Regions from separate parts of the Mus musculus genome. Here region 1 is linked to region 2. Evidence: chromatin contacts called from public HiChIP or PLAC-seq data. All regions are on one chromosome and are shown on one strand. Each heading gives the region's core, a stretch centred on a gene start, on an enhancer-like site or on the middle of the called end of the contact. The rest is flanking DNA. Distances are from core to core; before and after follow the strand shown.

Evidence for each region. HiChIP or PLAC-seq counts read pairs in DNA pulled down with a chosen protein or histone mark.
Region 1: an H3K27ac HiChIP or PLAC-seq map of large pre-B cells shows a contact between it and region 2, with 4 times the contacts expected there. The contact joins two enhancer-like sites.

Annotation. Positions count from the first base shown.
Region 1 is chr16:22,934,777-22,941,032 of GRCm38.p6, forward strand. It overlaps Fetub (fetuin beta), which reads left to right. Exons shown (of 8, transcript NM_021564.2): 6 at 866-964; 7 at 3,071-3,181; 8 at 4,500-4,992. The coding sequence ends at 4,859. Among named protein-coding and RNA genes, the nearest start is that of Hrg, 13 kb to the right of the region's middle. Within about 2 kb of position 4,590, at least 18 of the 459 cell types and tissues checked have an H3K27ac peak or open chromatin away from gene starts, as enhancers often do.
Region 2 is chr16:22,054,121-22,060,671 of GRCm38.p6, forward strand. Igf2bp2 (insulin-like growth factor 2 mRNA binding protein 2) reads right to left here. Exons shown (of 16, transcript NM_183029.2): 16 at 4,889-6,551. It also overlaps the pseudogene Ndufa11b. Among named protein-coding and RNA genes, the nearest start is that of Senp2, 48 kb to the left of the region's middle. Within about 2 kb of position 5,036, at least 25 of the 459 cell types and tissues checked have an H3K27ac peak or open chromatin away from gene starts, as enhancers often do.

The sequences.
Region 1 (6,256 bases), core at 3,340-5,839, 880 kb after region 2:
GTGTGCCACCACTGCCCGGCCTATGACTTGACTTTCTTTTTTTTTTTTTTTTTTTATTTTTATTTATTTTTTTTTTAAAGATTTATTTATTGATTATATGTAAGTACACTGTAGCTGTCTTCAGACACTCCAGAAGAGGGAGTCAGATCTCATTACGGATGGTTGTGAGCCACCATGTGGTTGCTGGGATTTGAACTCTGGACCTTCGGAAGAGCAGTCGGGCGCTCCTACCCACTGAGCCATCTCACCAGCCCATGACTTGACTTTCTTAAAGCAAGAAGATTCTTAGTTTTATGTGAGCTTGGGATGAAATAGGTTCAGCATTTTTCTGGCTGATTATGGACCCTTTAGCAAGACAACTTTTGCTTCTTTAAGGCCTGGGGTAGGTGTTGAGCTTTATAGGTTGTGGAATAAGAGATTCATTTATATTTCAATTGTGTGGATAGCTCTTGCATATAAATAAAACTAAAAGCAAAGCTTTATTTAAAAAAATAAGCAAACCAAGGCACCGATTTTTATGGGTTTTTTCTTTTAATTTCATTTCATGTGTGTTGGTATTTTGTCTGTGTGAGGGTATTAGATCCCCCTTGAACTAGAGTTATGGACAATTGTGGGTGCCAGGAATTGAACTCAGGTCCTCTGGAAAAACAGTCAGTGCTCTTAACCACTGAGCCATCTCTCCAGTCCTGATTCATATTTTCTAAATAGCAGAATTACTGACTTGGTCTTGTGCCTGTGGGGACTTCAGGAACAGTGAACTTGGGTGTTGACAGTGCCTCAGAATCAGTTCTATACAAGGACTGTTGTCAATCCTGAGTTTCCCCTGGGGTAAGATTTTAATGTCTTAACTCTTATTTCATGGCAGTGGGTGTCTGGCCCTGCTTACTATGTGGAATATTTGATCAAAGAGGCACCATGTACCAAATCCCAGGCCAGCTGTTCGCTCCAGCACTCTGACTCTGAGGTGAGTGTTCCCGACTGACTGTACAATCTGTATGTGTTCACAGGTCATCAGTACTTGTGGAGCACAAATTCCCCTGGGGGGTGTCACAAGTCATCCCATGCTTCCCTCCCCTCCCCAAGCAGTTAGAAACTGGGCAGCTCTTGATGCAGTGATAGGATTTATTTGATTCTAAGTGTGGTTTTTATGTAATATAATTGCAAAAAAAAAATCATGAGAGGACTTGGAAGACAGCCTGGTGTTCCATTCTTTGGGCCACTCTTCACAATGTGGCTAAGAAAAGTAAGGGATGAGCACCCCAGCACTATCAGAAAGATACTGGGAATGGAATCAGCGTGGTGTGTTTGAGCACCACTGGGCAACGGTACTTTTCCTTGTTTATGTATAGTGGGGTTTTACTGAGCTACAGTTTACATACAATAAGATTTATCATCTTAAAGTAGATAATTCCATTTTTGTTATATATTCACAGACCTGAGTCACCATAACCACCTCATATTTTTAAGAAAAAAATACTTTTATTAGCTCTCAGAAGAAACCCCATCTCTATTAAGTTAACCCCCGTTGCTGCCCTAAGAAGACCCTAGAAACTATGAATCTGATTTCTGTCTTAATAGCTTTGTCTATTTTAACACTTCATACAAATGGGATCATGCAGAGGATTGGGGTGGGGAGAGATATTTATTTGAATAAGAAACTTGACCGATGAACTCCATCAGACTAGCCAATGAATGAGATCGGTGAAGTGCAGCCCCCAAAGACTGGCCCTCTGTGCTCCACTCCATGCCAGCACAAGAAGGTCTGCGAGATTTGATAGCTCATGAAGTTCTACCTAGCATGGAATATCCACCTGTTCTTGCCACAGGTGCATGCAGTTTCTCTAGAAGGTTCTCTGAGAGCCTCTGAGCCATGGCATTAAAGAGGAAGAAGGGAAGTCAGGGCCACCATTTTACACTAATGGATTTTCCCACCTGGAGAAATTTCTGGTCTTCATGTGACCAAGGAAACATATAGAAGATAGGCTCTGTTTGAGGCATGCAGTTTCAGAGGGTTAGCATCCATGGCCATCATGGTGCATAGCATGGTAGCAGGCAAGAAGGCATGGTACTGCAGCAGTGGCTGGCAGCTTCATCCTGATCCACAAGTAGGAAGCAGAGGGAGCTAAATGGGTTCTTAAAACCTCAAATCCCAATCCCAGTGACACATCCCCTCCAAAAAGGCCCCACCTCCTAATCCTTCCCAACCAGTTCTACCAACCAGGGACCAAGCATTCAAATATATGAGGCTATAGAGCCACTCTCATTCAAACCACCACATATGGATTCACTGTAAAGAAGAAACTTAGAGATATATGAAAGGAAAGTTTCAATGTTTTATAAAAAAAATAGATTCAATCTAGTTGTTTGACAAGAGACTTTATTAAATACAGAGGAGTACTAGGTAGCCATTATAAAGATAATAATTGAAGAAAAAAGACTATCAAATGTCATACAAAAGTTTTTACAATATATTGTTCAGAAACAAAATAGTTTTTAAAAATATCATATGCAATATGATCATAGAGTTTAAAAGAAAAATATACGTGCATAGGGAAAAGATTAGAAGAAAAGGACCAAAAGATTACAGGTAGTGAGAGCCATGCATGGGATTACAGGTCATGGTCCTTTCTTTTGTTTGTATAGTTCTAAATAGTAATTTATTACATTTATAATAAAACCCCTACAATTTCATTTTCAAATAGACAGAAGGTTAAGGGACTGAGAGTGTTTTTGCTAGAGAAGACAAACCCTCATTCAGAATACATTAAGGGCTCCTGTAGAGAAGAAAACACCAAGCTTCTAATTGGCCAAGGGCAGACCTAGGGCCAGGCAGTGGACAGTATGTAGACACAGGGAAACCTTCCTAAAAACCTCAGTTCCCATTGCTAGAATCGAGCTGCACTCAATTGTCTTTAGATAATTCACAGGGACCTGGCTGGGAGCCCGCCATTTTCCAAGGCAGGAGCAGAAAACCATGGCACAGCTATGCCTTACGTAAGCGGAAAGGGAGGGGCTTGCATCTGCGCTCACCTGTAACTTAATGCCCACATGATGCCTTTCCTTCTTTTAGCCCGTTGGTATTTGCCAAGGTTCTACGGTCCAAAGTTCTCTGAGGCACGTTCCTCTGATCCAACCCGTAGAAAAGTCTGTCACTGTGACTTGTGAGTTCTTCGAATCTCAGGTATTTATCTTTTTAAAAACAATGTTATTGTGTTTTTGCACAACGTAAGCGTATTGAGCACATGTAACATGGCACACATGTGGAGTCAGAGGATAACATGGTGTAGTTTGTTCTTTCCTTCCACCTTTACATGGGGTCTGGGGAGTTGAACTCGGGTCGCTGGGCTTGCAAGAGCATGATGTTCCATGCTGAGCCCTACCATTCTAACCGCCCCCACTCTGTGTTTTTCAATGAAATCAGGTGATGTGTTTCTAGGTGCCTATTTCCCAACCTCTTCTGGCTTCCCCCAAGATTCAGAATCACTTTACTTAGGCTCTGTAAACCCACACATATAGGAGATGAGCGTACCCTACTGTTTTAGGTCCAGTGGCAGCAGGTGCAGAATAAGGGAAGAACACTCAGGAACAACACAGTGAACTACACACTTGCATAGCCTAAGCCTTCAAGGTGCTAAATCCAGTGTCTCCAAGAAGCCTCTCTCACCTCAGAGAGAATCACTTCCGTGAACATGTTCATTCTCTCTCCACAGACACTAAGTTCTTCCTGAGACGTAGCCTGATCTAGTCAGACAGGCTGCCTGGGCTTCCTCCCTGCTCTGTCCCTATAAGCTCTGCTGCCACCCCTTACCTGTCTGGGACTTGGTACCCTCATCATCTGCCTGTTGTGATATCTAAGACCAGTGAGAAGGTTTGGATGCAGGGCACTATACTGGGTGTGGCATGAAACAAACAGTAAAAGAGGCCACCTGCTGCCACTCCTGGGAGCAAAGGCAACTCCCTGGGGACCCTGAGTACATCCTTTGGCCCCTCTGAACCACTGCTCTGAAGTGAACGGCCTCATGTCCAGCATCTGCAGGTCTTAGTTCTAGCTGTCCCTTACGTGTTTTGTTGTTGATCTTTCTGTCAAGAGGCCTGTTCCTGAGCTCAGTGGTTCTCAACTGCAGGTGGCAACACAGGGGTCACCTAAGACCATTGGAAAACACAGATGTTTACGTTATGATTCATAAGAAAAGCGAGGTTATGAAAATAATTTCACCACAACATGAACTGTCTCAAAGGGTCATGGCATTAGGAAGGTTGAGAACCACTGGTGTATCTGGCTTCTCTAAGCATTCAGAAATGCTCCAAGCAGAGACAAGTGTGTTAGCCCAGGCCTGGAAACCCAGCACTCAGGAGATGAGGTTGGAAATGATGAATCTGAGCCTGGGCTAGCTTAAGACCATGTAACAAACATGCAGTCACAAAACAGCTTTGCCTGGTGTGGGTTATGGCAGGGCATTCCCTGTAGACTTCTGCATCTAACAACATTGTTATTTCAGGCTCAGGTCCCTGGAGATGAGAACCCTGCTGTTACCCAGGGCCCTCAGAAACTCCCTCAGAAAAACACGGCCCCTACCAGCTCCCCCTCCGTAACTGCACCAAGAGGATCCATCCAGCACCTCCCCGAACTGGATGATGAGAAGCCCGAGGAGTCCAAGGGAGGGAGCCCTGAGGAAGCCTTTCCTGTGCAGCTGGATCTAACCACCAATCCCCAGGGGGACACACTAGATGTCTCCTTCCTGTACCTGGAGCCTGGGGACAAGAAGCTGGTGGTGCTGCCTTTCCCTGGAAAGGAACAGCGCTCCGCCGAGTGCCCAGGGCCCGAGAAGGAGAACAACCCTCTGGTTCTCCCACCCTGAGACTCCCTAGCAGGGTTTCATAGGGCTATGGTCCCCAGCACTAAATGGGAGGTGGTGGGGATTGGGAAGGACACAGACAATGAAATGTAGACAGGCTAATAAAGTGTGTCCTTTTGATGCTTCTTGGCTTCAACCTGTTGACTGAAACTGGAAATGAGACTAAATGCCCATGCTGGAGCACACTGGTTGGGTTCTGTATGCTGGGCAGCATCCTGTACAAACTGCCCAGACTCCAACTACCTTTTCATTTCTCGTTCCCTTTTTTAATCCTTTTAACATCTTTACTTATGCAGCACTGCCATAATACACATAAACCAGAAGGGCTATAATGTAACTAGAATATTTAACCTAACGGGTCTACCGGAATCTGAGGCTTACTGTTGTCACAAATGCTCTTTCCACAGTTTGTGACTATGATTTCAGTCTCTAGTAACTTTTGTCTTTTTTATGGTAAAAGGGCAAAAATTTCTTAGATGAGGTGCTATAGATATCCTCCAGCTTTCTTTTTAAAAATTATTTAAACATTTATACAGTATATTTTTATCATTTTCTTCTATTCTCGATCTCCTCCCAACTTCATGTTCTTTCTCTCTCTTAAAAGAAGGGGGGGGGGCACATACACACACAACACCAAACCTCCTCCCAAAGGCACAAAGGAAACAAAAACAAGCAAATCCATGGAGTCCATTTTTTTGTTGTTGGCTAATTACTCCTGAGCACGAGGCCTGTCCTGGAGTGTGGCCAATATGCACAGTGTCACTCCACTGAAGAAAACTGATTTCCCCTCTCCTAGGAGTTGTCATTAATTGCAAATAGCATTCTAGTTAGTGGCATCCACTCCCCTTCTCCATGCTGGAAGTTCATCTGGTTTGGGTTTATGCAGGTCTTGTGTGTGATGTCCCAGACTCTGGCTCTTACAATCTGTATTACTCTCCACACATGGTCTAGTTTGTGGGTCTCTGCATTAATTACCACCTATTTCAGAAGAGTAAGCTTCTCTGCTGAAGGCTGAGCAATACTCTGATCTATGGGTATTAGCAACATGTCATTTGGAGTCATTTTATTCTTATGTTCATTTAGCAGAATAATAGTAGTAGGTTTTCCCCTGGGTCCATTAGCATGTTGGATATGGGTTCCATCTCATGGAGCAGGGCTTAGCTTCACCTGAGAAGTGAGTGGTTGCTCTCACAACATCTGTACCACTATTGCACCAATGAGTATATGTTGCAGGCAAGTTGCTATTTTAGATCACAGCATTTGAAGCTATGAGAGATTGGTTATTACTGTGTGCAGAGCACCTTCCAACACCACGAATCCTATTCAGTAAGGTGAAGCTGCTGAGTACCAGCTCAACTCCTCCATGTTTGATAACATAAATACTTATTGCTTTGTCTCCT
Region 2 (6,551 bases), core at 3,786-6,285:
TCACACCAATGGAAACCCTAACTAAGGGAAGGGAAAGATGGCTACATAAAAGCTCCAAGCCTCTGAAGAAAGATATGGAGACACTAGAAAATGGAAAGATACCCCATGTTCATGGATTAGTAGAGTTAACATTGTGAAAATGACCATTTTACCAAAAGCCATTTACAAACTCAATGCAAACCCAGTCAAAATCCCCATCCCATTCTTCACAGAAATAGAAAAAAGTTGTCCTCGTATGGATCCACAAAAGACCCCAGACAGACAGAACAATCCTGAGCAAAGAGAACGATGCTGGACGGATTACAATTCCAGATCATAAGAAACATTACAGAGACAGAGTAACAAAACCAATATGGTGTTGGCACAACCATGACATGAAGACTCAGACATAAGCATATGTAACTTCAGCCACTTGATATTTGACTAAGACTCAGACAACAACCTGGAGGAAAGACAGCACCTTCAACAAATGGTCCTGGGGAACTGGATGGCCACATGCAGAAGAATGAAATTAGACCTGTTGTGGTAATTCTCCAACCCAAATATGCCTTGGCAATGAAAACACTACTCAATTTGAGTATGAGCTGTGCGCCTAGATTGGGCAGATCTACCACTACACTACCATCTTCCCCATTTATGAGACCCCTTGTAACTTGCGGTTTCTCCAGGCCTCAAGCTTCTGCTTCGCTTTCCTTCCACCACCTCCACAGTGCACCCCCCCCTCCCACTTTTCCTTCACTCAACTTCCAGTTTCCCTTTATCTGCCCAATCCGGGTTCTAGCCTTTATTTTTCAAATTAAGGTTGAAAGAAGGATTACAGTAAATCACTGGAGTGCAGACTCATTCATTCCTAGTTCACTGCAGCCCCTCCCAGGAGAATGGAATTATCATCAAATTACAAATAGCCTAGGGCTATCACAACATAGACCCATATCATCACCCTGCAGAAAAACTAACTTCAAATGAATCAAACACATTTGAAATACTAGAAGAAAACCCAAGCAGTATTCTACAGGATACAGATGCAAGGACTTCCTGAATAGGATTCTATTTGTCCAAGAATTAAGGCCAATAATTGACAAAGGGGGACTTCATGAAACTAAAACCACACACCACCACCACCACCACCAAAACTATTAAAAAGAAACCATGAATTTAAAAAACAGCAAGGGGAGTACATGCAAATGTTTGTAGGGAGGAGGAGGAGGAATGATGTAATTATATCCTTCCTTCCTTCCTTCCTTCCTTCCTTCCTTCCTTCCTTCCTTCCTTCCTTCCTTCCGCTTTTTGTTTGGAAACAGTCCTCCAACTGATGAAGAGATTATGGAAATGCAGTACATATGCACTAGGAATACTGATCAGCTGTAAAGACAAGCGACATCATGAACTTTGCAGGCACCTGGATGGAAGTAAAACCCAGAAAGACAAACACCATGTGCTCCCTCTTGTTGGAGGCTCCCAGCCCCAAATCTTCAGATGTAAGGACAGCTTCTATAGGAAAGCAGAGCAGAGTCATTGCCAAGACAGGGAGGGAATTAATACCAGTAATTTGATCAGGGAAGTGTGTGTGTGTGTGGTTTCTTAGGGATTGGGAAGGGGATAAAAACAGATGGAAGCTGGGAACCGGGGAGTGACGTGATGCAGGCAAGAAAAGGGACCTCCTTTGGGAGGGGGAGGGAGATAATGCAGATGGGAGGAGGGGAAAGGGGATAGCAGGATACAAATGCTCTGATGGGGGAATGGAAAAGTCAGGTTCTTTAGAGACTGATGAGGGGGTAAATACAGAAGGAGGGGTAGGTGGGGAAGGAGGGGTAGGTAGGTAAGGTCATCTAGCTAGGGGGTGGGGTTGGCGATGACAGTGCACATCCTTAACTCAGGATTCAGGAGGCAGAGGCACATGGATCTCTGAGTTTGAGGCCAGGCTGGTTTATAGAGCAAGTTTGCAGGACAGGCAGAGTGATAGAAAGAAATCCTGTCTTGAAACAACAAAAAACACCCCCCTCAAGACAAATAGACAAAAAACAGTAAGGACATCTAAATAAAGCTACAAGGAATTGCACTATTAACTATTTTTTTAAAAACATAGCCAGGTGGTGGTGGCGCACGCCTTTAATCCCAGCACTTGGGAGGCAGAGGCAGGCGGATTTCTGAGTTCGAGGCTAGCCTGGTCTACAAAGTGAGTTCCAGGACAGCCAGGACTACACGAAGAACCTTGTCTCAAAACAAACAAACAAAAACCCCCATAATATGAGAAATGTAAACATACATATACATTTTAATGAACCTTTCTCCACCAATTGTATTCCCTCCAAGAGATCAAGTGCAGAAGCCCTCATTTAAGTGGTTGTCCAGGGCTAAGAGACTCCTAAAACAAACACAGCCTAACGTGGTTGCCCTTGGTTACTCCCCAGGACTAGAAGGTAAGTACCTATTGCTGAAGACACTATGCACTTCAGAAATCAGGCCCCAGGGGCTGGAGAGATGGCTCAGCGGTTAAGAGCACCAACAGCTCTTCCAAAGGTTCTGAGTTCAAATCCCAGCAACCACATGGTGGCTCACAACCATCTGTAATGAGGTCTGATTCCCTCTTCTGGGATGTCTGAGGACAGCTACAGTGTACTTGCATGTAATAAATAAATCTTAAAAAAAAAAAAAAAAAAAGCTGGGCGGTGGTGGCGCGCACCTTTAATCCCAGCACTTGGGAGACAGAGACAGAGGCAGGTGGATTCCTGAGTTCGAGGCCAGCCTGGTCTACAAAGTGAGTGCCAGGACAGCCAGGGCTACACAGAGAAACCCTGTCTCAAAAAGCCAAAAAATAAATAAAATCAATCAATCAATCAATCAATCAATCAATCAGGGCCCAGAGATCCATGAGCTGGAACAGACCTGAAAATTCCCCTCCCTGAGGCCTAGCTTTCATGGTATCAGAAGCCTACGTGCAAGCTTCTTAGGCAGGGAGGCAACCAACAGTCCCACCCCGCTAGAACACCTATGAGCATCAGTGACCAGCAGGGCAAAGCCCTATGATACAGTCAGTAGTGGCACACATACCTTGGTGGTAACCAATAGGTTACTCAGGCAGATTTCTGAGTTCAAGGCAACAGAGTGAGTTCCAGGACAGCCAGGGCTACACAGAGAAACCCTGTCTCGAAAACCAAACCAAACCAAACAACCTCAGCTGTATTCAGTGTATTTTAATTAAAAAAAAAAAAACTTATCTTTTATTTGTGAGTATATGCCTCCTTAGGAAGCCAGAAGTGGTTGTCAAATTTTCTGGAGCTAGAGTTACAGGCAGTTTGGAACTAGCCCTTGTGGTTACTGAGAACCAAACCTAGATCCTCTGAAAGAGCAGTGCTTTAATCAGAGCCATCCTCCAGCCTCATGTACACTTCAGTTGATGGACATCTATGGTGCTTCTATTTCTTATTCCTGTGAATAGAAGCAGTGAACGTGGATGCATTGCTATACACTGTCCTCTAGGCACAACCTAACCATCGCAACCAGGAGCACCCAGTGCTGGGGCTGCCTGCACCAGGCATGCATAAGTCTGGCCGTGTCACATCCTGGGAGGGATGGACTCATGGGACTCCCCCCCCCCCCCCACACACACACCCTGCTCAGCAACTGGCTACTGATAAACTCCCGGGGAGGAGGAGTCACCGTCTTTAGTTGTATATCTATAGTTGAGCCACCAGGCTACAATAGATACCCCCCTAAAGCCATGGCAACACAAACAACGTGAATAGATGAGAAATAGTTTTGTAGGGAAGCTGTAGAGTGGACGGGGCGGGGTGGGGGGTGGGGGTGGGGAGAAGCAAGAAGGGATAGAGGGGAGAGTAATCAGTGTGCACTGAACTATTAAGGAACTTAGTAATTTGTAAAAACCTCTATGACCACTTTCAAAATTTGATTTCCTTCTGGAACTGAGCAGAATAAAGACACCTGAAACAGAACTGATTTTGCTTCTTAATTTTTGCTTTATAATATTTTTTTGGGGGGGGGAACCATAGCTCATTATAAATATTATCAGAAAAAATTCAGAATCTACAGCTTAACTCTTTACTTTTTACTTTACCTTTCAGAAGTGAGTTAACCCTTGACCTACAGATACAGGGGATCGATGGTTTTATTTTTCAATTTGAGGTAAGAGTCTCACTAGATGACCCAGGCAGGTCTAGGCCTCAATAATGGTGGCTTAAGAGAATATTCTCTCTAGGACCAGTCTGCCCCTCGGCAGTCCAACACTGAGTAGCTTCATGCTGTCAAGTGTTGTCCTTTGACACCTGTCACTACCAGGCACAGAGGTGAACTCCGTTCCCTTGGGAGGCTGAGCCCAGATAGCTGACTTTCCAGGCACATTCACTACCACATCAGCTAGGACTGTATACTAGGATCTTATAAAACAAAACAAGCAAAGCAAATCCCACTTTCTTCTAGTTTGTGTTCCTGCTGGCTATGCAGGAACAGAGTGAGTTCTGGGACAGCCAGGGCTATACAGAGAAACCCTGTCATAGAAACAAACAAAAACAAAAAAAAAAAAAAAATGGAAACAACCAAGCAAACAAACTAACAGTAGCAAAATTAGTTATGATGTAGCAACAAAGTGGTTTTATGAAGAACCATTCTAAAGGACCACAGCGTTAGTTGGGAAGGCTGAGACCCACTGAGCCTGAGGCTTCGCCTGCCATGCAGTCTGCCCTCTAGTTGGCACCTCAACCGCCCACAGGGCTGGAACCCAGCCACGTTTCAGGTGAGGCTGCTTGGGCGGCCTACAGCCAGGTAGCCAAGGAGCTGTCCAGTCCAATTGTCCACCTGCTATTCCCCCAAACCTCCAGCTGACATTCTGGGAGACCCAACACTCAGAAAATAAGACACCAAGACACCAAGATCTTGTTAGCTTGGATATATTTTTTTCCTTTTTTTTTTTTTTTTTTTTTTTTTTTTTTTTTTTTTGTCACAGAACACTGCTTGCAGTAGAGGAAACCGGCATCGCAGTCTGGTAGTGTCATGGTTTCTTCACATAACCAGGATGTGGTCATCCTTCAGCGCAAAAGCCCTCACGGCACGTACCCTATTGAAATTCAGGACGGCTCCAATATTCTCTGTTTTTCTTTGTCACTTTTTAAAAAATAAACATTTTTAGGTTTGTCCACAAGAAGGCCACGTAGGCTCTTGGCTAGCGGAAGACAGAAGAGCTGCGGCACACCTGGGCTGCCGCCTGCTTGGGGCTGGCAGCTCATCTTTTTTTTTTTTCAACTCATTTTTATTAAAAAAATAAAAAATGCTCCAACTATCAGTTTTACAAAATCTCTAAGGGAAACACAAGAGCAAGGTGCTGAGGTAAAAAACACCTGAGGTAGCTTTTATTTGTGTGTTTTTCTCATTTAAAAAAAATCTGTAAATTTAACGCCCTGGGCCAACAACCTCGTATAAATTGCTATTTTCCTGCACTTTAAATTTTTAAAGAAAGAAAGAATTTCACTAAATGTTGATGGCTTGTATACCAAGATGGAGAGAGAGTCCATTCTTTCTTTGTGGGATTTTTCTTTGTTTGGCTGGCTGGTTTATTTGCTGGGATCCTGCTTTCCTCTTCCGAATGCTAGGACAAGTACCGCCGACTCTTGTTCGCTTGAGTAACCGAGTGTAAGCTGAGGCTGGTCTGTGTGGTTCGCATTTGTTCCTTGTGTGTGGTATGATATTCAGAGCACTGCTTTGCCTGGGGGGAGGGGAGGGGTGCATAGATACGGGGAGCAGAAAAAGAACGAAGGGACTCAAAAGAATTTTGGGTAAAGAAGACAGAGGAAGGTTAGGAGGGAGATAAGGAGAGAGACAGAACTATATAGCAGTATGCAAAAAACAAAAACAAAACAAACCAAAAATCATCAGTTTAAAAACCTGTGAAACTGAGCAATGGGTGTGTGGGAGAAACAGGTGACCAGGGCCTAGGGCCCCTCCTCAGGGACGGTATCCCTTCTGTTGACAGACACAGGTGACCCACAACTGCCATTAAGTGTCCTTGACAAGATTTCCCTCCAAGTGAATTTTTTGTGTGGGTGGCTCAAAGTTCCTTTCTATACCAGTGGACCTCACCCAATACTTTATTCTTGGAAGTCTAGAAAAGCCTGCTTTCTCTTCAAAAAGAAAACAAAATTAATCACTGAGTAAAAATTGTTGTTAGTGGAGTTATTTGATATATTATTTCTAAAATATATTAACGCTGCAGGCACCCTGTGTAACCCACAGGCCACATTTCTTAACATCCTTCCCCTTCTGATATGTACATACATGTACAGAGACAACTTTCCACAACAAAGAAACGGCTAGGAATTTTGCTTTGCTTTGAGCATGTTCACCTATGTTAGTTCAACCGAAAGGGATAGCGTCCTGGGAACTGAGGAGAATCTGAGTTGGATGGGCAGTGGATGGCTGTTATGCCTGCAGAAGCCAGGGGAAGCTGGGGGCAGGCCAAGCGGTGTTTCTGGACAACCTGGCCTTCCCTGTGCCCTCCTGGATCCCAGGATGTGTAGAGGTCTGCAGGCCCTGGCTGCTCT